Linked DNA regions of Zea mays: region 1 is linked to region 2. A link is a contact called in public Hi-C data. All regions are on one chromosome and are shown on one strand. Each heading gives the region's core, a stretch centred on a gene start, on an enhancer-like site or on the middle of the called end of the contact. The rest is flanking DNA. Distances are from core to core; before and after follow the strand shown. Region 1 holds the start of LOC100281164. Region 2 holds the start of LOC100280075.

Region 1 (6,102 bases), core at 463-2,962, 140 kb after region 2:
TTCCCAGTAGGGTGTTTGATGTTGTTCATTGTGCACGATGTAGGGTACCGTGGCATATTGAAGGTACTTTCTATCATGAGAATCCTGCTCTAGCACAATACAGTCCCTTTGTGTTAGCTGCTTCTGTGACACTATGCCTGTTAGTTATTTGGCAGGCGGTAAACTCTTGCTTGAACTGGACAGACTGTTACGTCCTGGTGGTTACTTTGTGTGGTCTGCTACACCCGTATACCAGAAGCTGCCTGAAGATGTTGAGATATGGCAAGGTATTCCATGCTTTAATTTCTTCTCTACAGTTATTACAGTGAATTACGAATTTCATGCCCCAAGAGTTATCTTTGTTCTGCCTTGCTGTAGCCATGTCTGCTCTAACCAGTTCAATGTGCTGGAAAATGGTCAACAAAGTAAAGGATAGGGTGAATAGAGTGGGTATAGCAATTTACAGAAAGCCAACAGACAACAGCTGCTACGAAGCAAGATCTGAAACAAACCCTCCACTCTGTGGAGAGTACGACGATCCTGATGCTGCCTGGTAACTGTTCTCAACAGGCTGTACCTTTGGTGGTGATCACCTAATTATAAACCTAATAATATTCTTGGGTTCATCCCTTATCACTGTTTAGGAACATATCGTTGGGGGCTTGTATGCATAAGTTGCCTGTAGATCCTACCGTTCGTGGTTCACAGTGGCCTGAGTTATGGCCATTGAGACTGGAGAAACCACCTTATTGGCTGAGAGGTTCTGAGGCTGGAGTATATGGGAAACCTGCCCCGGAGGATTTTCAAGCAGACTATGAACACTGGAAGCGAGTCGTGAGCAATTCATACATGAATGGTTTGGGTATTGACTGGTCTACTGTTAGAAATGTTATGGATATGAAAGCCGTATATGCAGGGTAAGGAGTCTAACCTTCGGAGCATGTGGAGTTCCTCTTTCACTGGGACTCATTTTTTTTTCTGTTGTAGGTTCGCAGCAGCTTTGCGCGATCTCAAGGTGTGGGTCATGAATGTGGTTCCAATTGATTCACCTGACACGCTTCCAATTATATATGAGCGCGGGCTGTTTGGACTGTACCATGACTGGTGTGAGTCGTTTAGCACCTATCCGAGAACTTATGATCTTGTGCACGCCAACCATCTGTTCTCCAAGGTTAAGAAGAGGTAATGCCGTCGTCCTTGGGTAGGGTACTGCTAAATTGCCTGGGGTGGGGGGCTGATCGTCTCCTTGTGCAGGTGCGAGCTATTACCTGTTATCGTGGAGGTGGACCGGGTGTTGAGGCCACAAGGCCGGCTAATTGTCAGAGACAACATTGAAACAACAAGTGAGGTGGAGAACATTCTGAAATCTCTCCACTGGGAGGTCCGCATGTCTTACTTCCAGGAGAAAGAAGGCTTGCTGTTGGTGCAGAAGACGACATGGCGGCCAAATGAAACTGAAGCTAAGCTATGATGCAGAGCCCTTGCCCCTTGGAAGGAGGAAAGGAAGATCTAGTGTTTGCAAGGTCCTCTACTTTTGTGAGGCATCTTTTATTTATGTAGAATTTGTAGAGCTATATGATTGGTAGATGTGGAGGAATCTGGTGGTTTCCAGCATATCCATATTCATCTGTGGAAGTGGAACTGGTTATCTGATTCCCTTTTTTTTTTTGATTCATCCATTCGGAAGGGGAAGGTAACGATAAATAGAAAAGGAATTGAGAATTGGCGGAGGTCAAAGGCCCAACACAACCCAATCCGGAACCCCAACCCCACCCCCACCACCAAGGGTCCAAAGCCATGCGTGCCGCCATGGCGGCGGCGGTCCTCCGACCCACGGCCGCCACCCTCCGCTTCCTCTCCACCCCACCACACCAGCGCCGCCGCGTCTTGGTCGGACACCTCCCCTTTGCTCGCCGACGCCGCCACTCCTCCACCGCTACGGCCCCAGCGCTGGAGGACTCCAGCCCCCGCAGTGGCGAAGGCAAGGCCGTGCGCCGCCGCCGCGCCCGTGAATCTCCCCAGGGCCTCCTCCGCCACCAGCTCGACATGTGCTCCCGCAACGCCGACCTCACCACCGCGCTCCGCCTCTACGACGACGCCCTCTCCCCGGACAACCCCATCCCGCTCTCCCTCCACCACTACAACTGCCTGCTCTACCTCTGCTCCAACGCCGCCGCTACCGACTCTGACAGCCATATCTCCGCCACCGCCGCTCAGCGCGGCTTCGACATCTTCGCCAGGATGGAGGCCGACGGCGTCCAGCCCAACGAGGCCACCCTCACCAGCGTCGCGCGCCTCGCCGCCGCCACCCGCGACCCTGCCATGGCCTTCTCCGTCGTCCGCCGCATGGCCGCTGCGGGCACCCCGCCGCGCCTCCGCACCTACGGCCCCGCCCTCTTCGCCTACTGCGATGCCAAAGATGCCGACGGCGCCAAGCAGGTCGAGGCTCACATGGACGCATCTGGCGTCGTGCCCGAGGAGCCCGAGCTCGCAGCGTTGCTCCGCGTCAACGCGGACACGGGCAAGGCCGATGAGGTTTACAGGCTCCTGCACAGGACGCGCGTCCTCGTCAGGCAGGTCTGCGACACCACTGCCCAGGTCGTCGAGGCCTGGTTCCGGTCGGACGCAGCGTCCCAGGCGGGGGTGGACAGCTGGGATCCCACCAAGGTAAAGGAGGGCGTCGTCAAGGGCGGCGGCGGCTGGCATGGCCAGGGATGGCTTGGCAAGGGCGCATGGAGCGTTGGCTGGACCGAGATGGGCAAGGATGGGACATGCCAACGCTGTGGGGAGAGGCTTGTCTGCATTGACATTGATCCAGCCGAGACTGACAACTTTGCAAATTCGCTCACCGAACTGGCCATTAAGCTTGAGGCCAGGGAAGATTTCCTCAGTTTTCAGGTCTGTCTCCCCTCCATATATGATATATATTCATTCTAATTCTGAGCTTGTATTTGTAACCCAATTAAGGACCTCCCTCATCATCTCTGCAGAGCTGGCTACGCCGCCATGGACCATTCGATGCTGTTATAGACGCTGCTAATGTAGGCCTTTACAAAAGTAAAGATTTCTGTTTTTCACAGGTAGGAGGAGGCTTTTCTTCAGCCAAGCAGTAAAATTATGATCCGATACTTGTTTGACACAAAGGCGAGGACATATCCTGTGCAATCACTCATTTTGGTGCAAGCGTGCAATCAAACTATCCAGAGCATCCAATCTAGATCCAACGGTTTTATATGGAAGGGGTTAAAAGTAAAATAGGTACTATGTTTTAGGTGGAAGGGGTTAAATATAAAATAACAGTCATCATTAGATCTAGATCGGATGCACCAGATCGCTTGATTGCATGCTTGCACCAGGATAAGTGATTGCATAGGATATTTTCCCCACAAAGGCAGGCAGGCAGACAGACAGAGCTAATACGACCAAGTTTGGGTCGCTCTCTCCTTGTAGGTTAACTCTGTTGTAAATGCTATACAGAGAGTAACTAAATCAAAGAAGTTGCCACTGATCGTTTTGCATAGGAGCCGTGTAAATGTTGGTCCTGCAAAAGCCCCATACAACCAGAAGATTCTGGACAGTTGGAGGAATGCTGGAGCTCTGTATGCAACCCCTCCTGGCTCCAATGACGATTGGTGAGCCCCTTTTCCTTGCTTAACATAGCAGCAGATTCATTTATATTTACCAAAAGGTTGTAGGGATGATTTAGGGCATGCTAATGTTTTGCTTTCCCCATTTGAAGGATCGGTTGTATACATTGTTTGAGCGCACGATCGATCTTTTATATTCCACAAATCATCTCTTCCTGTCCTGCTGCAGGTATTGGCTGTATGCAGCTGTCAGTTGCCGATCGTTGCTTGTTACAAATGATGAGATGCGAGACCACTTGTTCCAACTGCTTGGCACTAGTTTTTTCCCTAGGTGGAAAGAAAAACATCAGGTATATATATACATCTCTTACATTATACGGCCATGAAATCTGCATTGTCTAGAGCCTTGATGCTGCTCCACTTTGCGCTGAGGCATCAAGGCTCCTGGCTCTAGACAATTTAGGAGGCTTTGCTCGTAAATTCAGCCACCACACACTATGCGCTGAGGCCCAAGCCATTTTGTAGTTTTATGAACCCAATACTAAGACTTTCTCTGGATCTCGTGCTGTGCTTTGTTCTTTCCCTCTCAACGTTTCAATGTGGATAACCTATGCAGGTCAGACTAACTTTCTCCGGGCATGGCCCTACCCTTCACTTGCCGCCTCCTTATTCAATTGTTATTCAGGTGATAGAAACTAAAGTTTATATCCTATAAAGAAGCAATCATATGCGTTAAAAAAACTGAATCGATGCTGTTACCATCGTTGGGATGTAGGAATCTGAAGATGGAAGCTGGCATGTACCAACAACAACAGGCGATGATATTGAAAAGCCACGGCAGTGGTTGTGCACTACTAGAAAATCTTTGAGGTAGATGTGATTTAATTTTGGCCCAGTCAAGTTGACACAGAATGGTGCCAAGTTGCCAACCTTGGTGGGAACTGGGAAGGGTGGTGGCGTGACAAACCCTGAAACCAGCAAAGCTTAAATGCAGCAACTTGTTGGCCCGAACGAAAGAAAGCTGATTGGAGTACAAGTGATGAATATGAGCAGGCCATGGATATGGAAAGCCTTTTGTTGTAACATCGTGAGCTGTTTATTGCTAGCCCAGGTTATTCTAGAGTAGTTTGAGAACCGTGGTAAGGTAATTTGCTTCATGTGAGTTTTACTTTTATTAAATGACGTGCCATGCCAGTGATTTGAAGGATGTGGCAGGCAAGTAATCAAAGAAAGAGATGAATGTTATCTAATTTGTCATTAGCACACATACCTAACCTCTGGCGCCCCAATGGTTTCTGACGGACTGGTGAATGGTGATTGATGAGGGACTGCGTTGCACCGTGAGTTTTGGTGTTAAATTTTCTTAAAAGTTTAATTAAATTTAGTATATTTATAGTAATACTAATACGTAGTCGTTAGACTAAACATGGAATATAGTTTACAACTTTACATCGCATAGGATATGTTTCTTTGTTTGATTATTAGTGGAGGCAGCTGGCCACGTGGGTGACAATTAAACTACAAAACTCGCAAAACCGACAGATCGGCAAGCATGCTACGTTGCATTGCATTTGCACGGAAAAGAGACGCTTTTTAATTCGGCACCGACAGTGCCAGCTGCCCCTCCACGGGAAGGCCAGCACCGTCGGCGGGTCAACCACCCACCCCCGCCTGGCCGCCTCCTCTTGAAAACTCCCTACCCCGGTGGCCCGGTCACCTCACCTTCACCCACCGCCCGGCGCCCGCCATGTATTCGGCCAACCACTGGGGCGGCTCGTTCGAGATCGCCGATGGGGCGGCGGAGGATGACCACAGCCGCAACATGGACCTGGACCGCGGCGCGCTGTCGGCGCGGCAGCACCACGAGCTGGACGAGACGCAGCAGAGCTGGCTGCTAGGCCCGCCGGAGGCCAAGAAGAAGGACAAGTACGTGGACCTCGGTTGTGTCGTCGTCAAGCGCAAGCTCCTCTGGTGGGCCTTGTGGTGCGTCGTCGCCGCTTTCGTCCTCATCGGCCTCCCCATCATCATCGCCAAGTCCATCCCGCACAAGAAGCCAGGCCCGCCGCCGCCAGATCAGTACACAGAGGCGCTGCACAAGGCGCTCCTCTTCTTCAACGCCCAGAAATGTACGTATTTGTTTTTCTAATTGCTTTCGGTAGGGATGGATCTCAATCAAGCTGCTAACTGCGTGCCTGTAGATCTTGCTGAATTCATTCCTGTACTGTAATCTCTTGCACGGAGCACACACCTGTAGATCTGTATTCTCTGTACGTGATCGCTCAAATTGCAAAGGTCCGTCTCTCCGATCCCTTCTCTGATAAAATCGAAGAGAATTCTTGCAGCCGGCCACCTTCCCAAGAACAATGGCATCAAGTGGCGCGGGAACTCTGGCCTGTCAGACGGCTCCGACGCCAAGGACGTCAAGGGTGGCCTCGTCGGCGGCTACTACGACGCTGGCGACAACATCAAGTTCCACTTCCCGATGGCCTTCTCCATGACGCTGCTGAGCTGGTCGGTGATCGAGTACAGCGCCAAG
Region 2 (6,152 bases), core at 2,951-5,450:
GCTGAAAACGCAATAGTGGCAAATGGCCAAACTGCAGCAGCCGCTGAAGCAGACGGAATCGGTGAGCGCATGAGCAGCATAGCACCTTTTGAGAATAGATGTATCAAGGAACCAGAGAAGTTCATTGAAGCAGGGACTGCATCAGCCTTGCTTGATGATGCATGGAATGATAAGCATTGCAATGATCAGCACAACACAAACTGTGAGTGTGACGGGGGGGAAGAAAAATGGATTTGGAACCCAGTGAATGAGTCCAGATTGGCTTTCAGGCAGGAAGTGGAAGTTGGATGTTTGGAAAGGTTTGAGGTCGTTAACCACTACTGTCCAAGTCATTTATCCCCCTTGCACAAACACAGAGAATCTGGCGAGGAGATGGGGGGATCTCCACAGTTCACAGTAGGTCCAGGTGGCAGTATCTTGTGTGTATCAGAGGATGAGATATCCAGTATAATATCACGAGCTCTTGCTGTATCCGAGGAACGTCGGCACTTACTGATGGATGCTGTCGCTGAGACTGAACCAGCAGATACCACCAGGAGTAAAACAATGGACAAGTCTTACAGCTCTTTATCTGAAAGTTCATCTGCTTCTCTGTGGTCTTCGGATTCTGAGGCAAGCATTTCGTCTGACGACCTCTCCAGCTATGATACCTCGCTTCTTCTATCGTCCTCTCTCCATCCAGAAATAGCTGTCAACGGGATAACAGCTCTCAAAGGGAGGTACTCGGTCATCTGTGTACACTCTAACCAGTTCTACAACCTCCGAAGGAAATGCTGCCCATCGGAGCTTGCATACGTTGCCTCATTGAGCCGTTGCAAGAGGTGGGATGCTCAGGGCGGGAAGAGCAAGGCATTCTTTGCAAGAACAATGGATGGCAGGCTCATCATAAAGCAAATAAAGAAGACAGAGTTTGAGTCCTTCATAAAATTTGCGCCTGATTACTTCAGGCATGTCAACCATTCTCTGGACACGGGGAGCCAGACTTGCCTTGCCAAAATCTTAGGGATCTATCAGGTAGTGTTATCGACTCCCTTCTTCTTCTTCCCACTGCTGTCTTACATCCATCCTGTCGTGTTTCAGGTGAAGCAGACAAGACATGGCAAGGAGATCAAGATGGATCTGATGGTGATGGAGAACATCTTGTTTGGACACAATGTGTCGCGGACATATGATCTGAAAGGCGCCATCTTTTCACGTTATGTCTCCGACCCAAATGACCATGCTGGCACTGTCTACTTGGACCAGAACTTTGTGGATGACATGCGTGTTTCTCCAATCTATATTGGTGGAAGAGCAAAGCATCTCTTGGAGCGGGCAATCTGGAACGACACGTCTTTTCTCACGGTATCCATAGTTCATACATAGATAGATAGATCATAGTTCATAGGAATCCAAGACACGTCTTTTTCTAACAGTATCCATTCCTGTGCTTGTGCTTGCAGTCCATCAATGTCATGGACTACTCTTTGCTGGTTGGAGTGGACAGGCAGAAGCGTGAGCTGGTATTCGGCATCATCGACTACCTGAGGCAGTATACATGGGACAAGCAGCTGGAGACGATGGTGAAAGCGTCTCTGGTGGTGCCCAAGAATGAATCGCCAACGGTGATTTCCCCAAGGGATTACAAGAAGAGGTTCAGGAAGTTCATGAGCAAGCACTTCCTCACAGTTCCCGACGAGTGGAGCACGGAGAGTCGGCCGCCGGTGGCCTGGGAGTCCTGTGCCCACGCCGGCGAGTTGCCGGGAGTGAAGCCCCAGCATCCAAGCCCAATCCTCCTGGCGTGCGCTTAATTCAATTTCACATTCTGATGCTGGCGAATAGTGTCACAAATGGAAGGAGGAAACGATGCTTGTACGAAGTTCCAGTTTACTACCCTCACCACACACGCACGCACGAGTACATATATAATTCTCTCTTCAACAAGTGAAGAGAAGGCCTAGCACCATTGCTAAACCTTTTCTTGCTTCTCGTCCACAACAAGGGGAATCATCTCCGTCTGATTCCTTGCTTGCGCTGTTCCTAGACTCCCTGGGGCTGCAGCCTGCCGCTGCGAGATCAGATGCCTCACGTAGCCATAGAAAGTGCAACCAACCAGGGTGATTCCACACCCGATTGCATTCATTGCAGAGATTGGATTCCGGAAGATCGACCACGACACTAACACTGCCACCGCGACCTACATTTTAAGATGCTATGTCAATCAATGTCGAGCAGCAGCGGAGGGAGTAGGGTAGGGATCTTACTTTAAGGTTGCCTGCAACGTTGAACGTCACTGCTGTTGTTGAATGGATGACGTAGAAGATGGAGAAGTTAAGGCAGAACGCAAGCACCCCCGAACCTAGGATGATAGTCAGCGCAGGAACGATGGAATCATGTGTGTAGAACCAGTTCATTACACCTCCTCCTTCAAGCACCATCGCTGGTAGAGCCAGTATCATGGTGGCAAAGGGTGCCATGTAGTACACCGTGTTAATGCTGCACGAAATAGAACAGACCTTACTGATTAATTACAAGTTCCAACCTCTATTCCATAAGACAGAAAGGTGTGTAGTACCTGTCAAACTTGTATCCATGGAGTAGGGACTCTGCCAAGATGGTCTTTGTAGACGTAGCCAGGCAGCCAACCATGGCAGCACAGAAACCGAAAATGTTGAAGCTAAGCTCTGTCACCGAAGTCAGGAGTATTCCGCCAACTATAGGGACCAGCGAAGCCCATATGCGCCACTCGAAATGCTTGCTCCAGACTAGCCACTGCAGAATAACTGAACCAAGCAGGAGATGATGATGATGATGATGATACGACAGCAAGCAAGCAAGATACACAAAGTGAGGGTATATCAAGATATACCTGTGGTTGCAGGAGTGAAAGATTTGATTGTCTGCATGAAGGAGACTGGGATGTAGCGCAAGCTGACATTTCCCAGCACAATGTTTATGCAGAAGACGAAGGACATTGGAAATATCCTTTTCCAGCGGTCCTCCGGTTCAACTTGAATCAGGGGTTTCGCCTTGAGGACATGGATTGCAATGTAAGCTCCAATGGAAGAGCAGATGAAGTGGACGCAGGACACGGTGAGAGGGAACTTGAAATCCAGTTTCTGCAGAGAAGAGAGAGCAACTTACTTATTATATCAAAAGGGCACGGCTCTTGAGTCTTGACACCACCCATAAGATGATGGGAGATGAGTAGGTAACCTCTTATTGTTAGGCTATCTACAGAAGTCCTACTCATCTCATCTCCTATCTCAAATTATACTCTCTAAACAGTAGTCTAACAGTATTTTACACGTTCATATACACAATCTGCTATCACCCAGAAATACATAAAAAATGCATAAGAGCAGCAACTCTCAACTCTCCTGGACTAGACAGCTGCTGAACCCTGCTTGACTAACCACCAACCAAACCAAAGTACGTAGTAACAATCTAATGGGGTGTTTGGTTCGAAGAGCCAATCTATTACAGATGAGGTGGTGTGGGTGCATCATATGTTCATTCCACAAATTTAGTGGAATGAACTCATTTCTCGTATTATTACTAATTATTGGCCTACAAGGATTGAAATGATGGATCAATTCATTCCATTCCAAAAACAAACAAAAAAAGTGAGTAGTGAAAAGATGATAACTACCTCGTTTCTCAGACCAAACACGCTATAAGTCTATTTGACCCTGTTTCCCACCCAATCCAAGTCTCTAGTCCGTGATCTATAATGGTAAGCAGTATGGACGAATTTAGTTAGATATTCCAAAGGAGAAAAGTAGCAGCCGGGCAGGAGAAGCATCTGACATCCAGATCCGCGGCGGAAGATGGATGGGGAAGCTAGAATATAATGCGGGTAAACCTGGAAGATCCACTTGTTCATGATGATGACGGTGACGTTGAAGCCCCACCACTGGAGGATGGCGAGCACCGCGCGCAGGGTGCCCAGGCCGGCCGGCGCCTTGCCGCCGTCCTCCATCTCTACCAAAACTAGTGTATTGTATTCGTGTGCGAGATGGCGAAGATGGAGCAAACTGCTCGTTGGCGATGGCGTCGGCGACGGTCGCGGAGAGTAGACCTGGCCTCAACCTCACCTCATCGCCGACATGGTGGGTCGGTGGAAGGGGACCGGGGGCGGGGCCGCGGGGGGAACTCAACTGGGGAAGGAAGGGAAGGCAGGCGACAATGTGTGTGTGAGAGAGATTGGAATTGGACTTGGATTCCTTGGACCAGTCAACCACAAACATTTTATTTCTTTCTACTTTTATCTTCTTTGGTCTGTTTTTTTTTTAGCCTGCTGCTGGAATTGCGGCTTAATAAGTTAATACTATGGCCAGCAGTCGTGCATACGGTAGAGTTTAAAAATGAGTTTGAAACAAATGTTTTTTTCCTCATCTTTATTTTAACGTATCCACAACAAATCGCTCCAACAAGAGGGATCCATCAACATCCAAACAATATTAACAATATCTTAAAAGTGTTTTAGAAGTTCTATGCATAAGAGCATCTCCAACTATGTGATCTATAAAAATGCTCTATAATTTAAAAATGAATATATTTTATAAAATTTAGAGCACCAATAAATCATTCCGTTTCAACAGTGAAATCTTAAATCTAGATTATAGGACAGACTACTACGATTTAGTGTAGTACATTTGAGGCATTTGAAAGGGTGTCCAATATAATTTTTTGATCAAGTTTTATAAAATAAGACAATGTTAGAATAGTTTTTCGTACCTTTGAGGTATTGTTAGAGATGCTCTAAGTTGGCGAAAATCTCCATCTTTTCCTCCGGGTCAGAGGACTAGTAGAAGAACCCACATATATGTAACTGTTTCTACAGATATATAAGTAAACCTTGCTTAAATGATATTATATTTTTTAAAATTATTAGTATCATACACACAAAATATCTCTAATTTATATAACACAGACAGAAATAAGTTATAGTGGTAGAAGTCATGCGCTTTATACAAGTGAGCAGGATTCGAATCCACCCCATTTTTTGGATACTCTGCGTTGGAGGGAAAATTTATTAGCTCACGCTTAAATAGTAGAGATGTAACAGCATGCCTTGAAATGTGATCACTATGATTGCCCAAGAAGATGCAAGCAAGCGCGCACACTCAAATCTCCGAATTCATTTTACACACGTTTCGAATGCAATTCAACAAGGACATTCCCCTTGCTTTTCCAAACGCACACGCACTCAAATCTCGTCATCGTCCTCGTCTTCAAATGGGTCTCTCTCCGGGAAGTCGCCAACCTGCGATAAAAAGATTAATACGAACCGAGTATCTTTTCTTTATTTTAATAAAGAACCTGAAAAACACACCCCAGAAATCACCTGTTTCGCTAACAACGACCCAAACAGAGCAAAGGCTCTGCCCGGTTATTAATTAATAGGAAGCCCAACTCGAAAAGAAACACGCTCACAATTGCTTCTTAGAAAAACTCAAGGCCTTACAATGCAAACACACGCGACCCGCTACTACAAAAAGGCTGTGTGAAGAAAAACTAGGCGTCTCTACATTTCGGCAATCAGCTGCAGAGATAACGTCTAACAAAAACTTACTCTTAAGGGCTAGTTTGGGAACTCTATTTTTCCAAAGAATTCCTATTTTCCCAAGAGAAAATGAACTAATTTCCCTTGGGAAAATAGAAATCCCTTAAGAAAATAGGGTTCCAAACTAGCTCTAAGTATACACAAGGTAAAGAGCTGGGAATGTAGTACCTTTACTTTCTCTGGCCTCACAATTGCCCCATGACCTTGAGGGCACTCAAAGAAGCGAATGCCTTTCACCCTGCAGCATCCAAGAAAATGTTATAACGAGCTACCGTATTGCCATTTATTCATCAAAATAGCAGGTTACCCATCACAGGATCAAGCAATATGACATAAGCAGCAATTAGAATTACATCACATAAAATGACTAGTACCAAAATCGACACAAAAGCCTGTCATTTTCTGTTTTTCATGGGTTAGGACACAACATACATGCCGTCATGCTTCCCAAGTGGCTCATCATATTGCACTCCAACCCAGAATCCACGTCCAAGGGCTTCAGCTCTACCAACAAATTTTACAGTGCCCCTCTTGGCACCAGGCTCAACTTCACATCTATCACCCACCTGTGACACACACACACACTTGTTAGATCACTTGCTGC

What was found. A called contact is a pair of places that touch in the nucleus more often than the background predicts.
Region 1: a contact with region 2 is called in a Hi-C map of tassel, with 5 times the contacts expected there. The contact joins the promoter of LOC100281164 here to the promoter of LOC100280075 in region 2. A contact is called at or near these places in 14 of 25 Hi-C or Micro-C datasets (bundle sheath, ear, endosperm and 5 more) and 2 of 3 datasets of contacts at active chromatin or transcription factors (leaf and seedling).

What each region holds. Positions count from the first base shown.
Region 1 is chr2:27,901,866-27,907,967 of Zm-B73-REFERENCE-NAM-5.0, forward strand. LOC100281164 reads left to right here and starts at 1,713. Exons shown (of 6, transcript NM_001154083.2): 1 at 1,713-2,877; 2 at 2,970-3,059; 3 at 3,430-3,611; 4 at 3,796-3,916; 5 at 4,183-4,251; 6 at 4,342-4,814. The coding sequence starts at 1,777. The coding sequence ends at 4,440. LOC100285199 reads left to right here. Exons shown (of 9, transcript NM_001158093.2): 4 at 1-63; 5 at 156-266; 6 at 358-532; 7 at 624-896; 8 at 967-1,161; 9 at 1,234-1,711. The coding sequence ends at 1,450. LOC100281579 reads left to right here and starts at 5,126. Exons shown (of 2, transcript NM_001411830.1): 1 at 5,126-5,692; 2 at 5,765-6,102. The coding sequence starts at 6,049.
Region 2 is chr2:27,764,206-27,770,357 of Zm-B73-REFERENCE-NAM-5.0, forward strand. It overlaps LOC100280075, which reads right to left and starts at 4,201. Exons shown (of 5, transcript NM_001254789.2): 1 at 3,845-4,201; 2 at 2,849-3,098; 3 at 2,555-2,762; 4 at 2,244-2,475; 5 at 1,782-2,176. The coding sequence starts at 3,961. The coding sequence ends at 1,949. It overlaps LOC100193227, which reads right to left. Exons shown (of 10, transcript NM_001352559.1): 8 at 5,981-6,114; 9 at 5,717-5,786; 10 at 5,054-5,248. The coding sequence ends at 5,192. LOC103646184 (putative 1-phosphatidylinositol-3-phosphate 5-kinase FAB1D) reads left to right here. Exons shown (of 10, transcript XM_008670908.2): 8 at 1-1,014; 9 at 1,081-1,344; 10 at 1,443-2,012. The coding sequence ends at 1,790.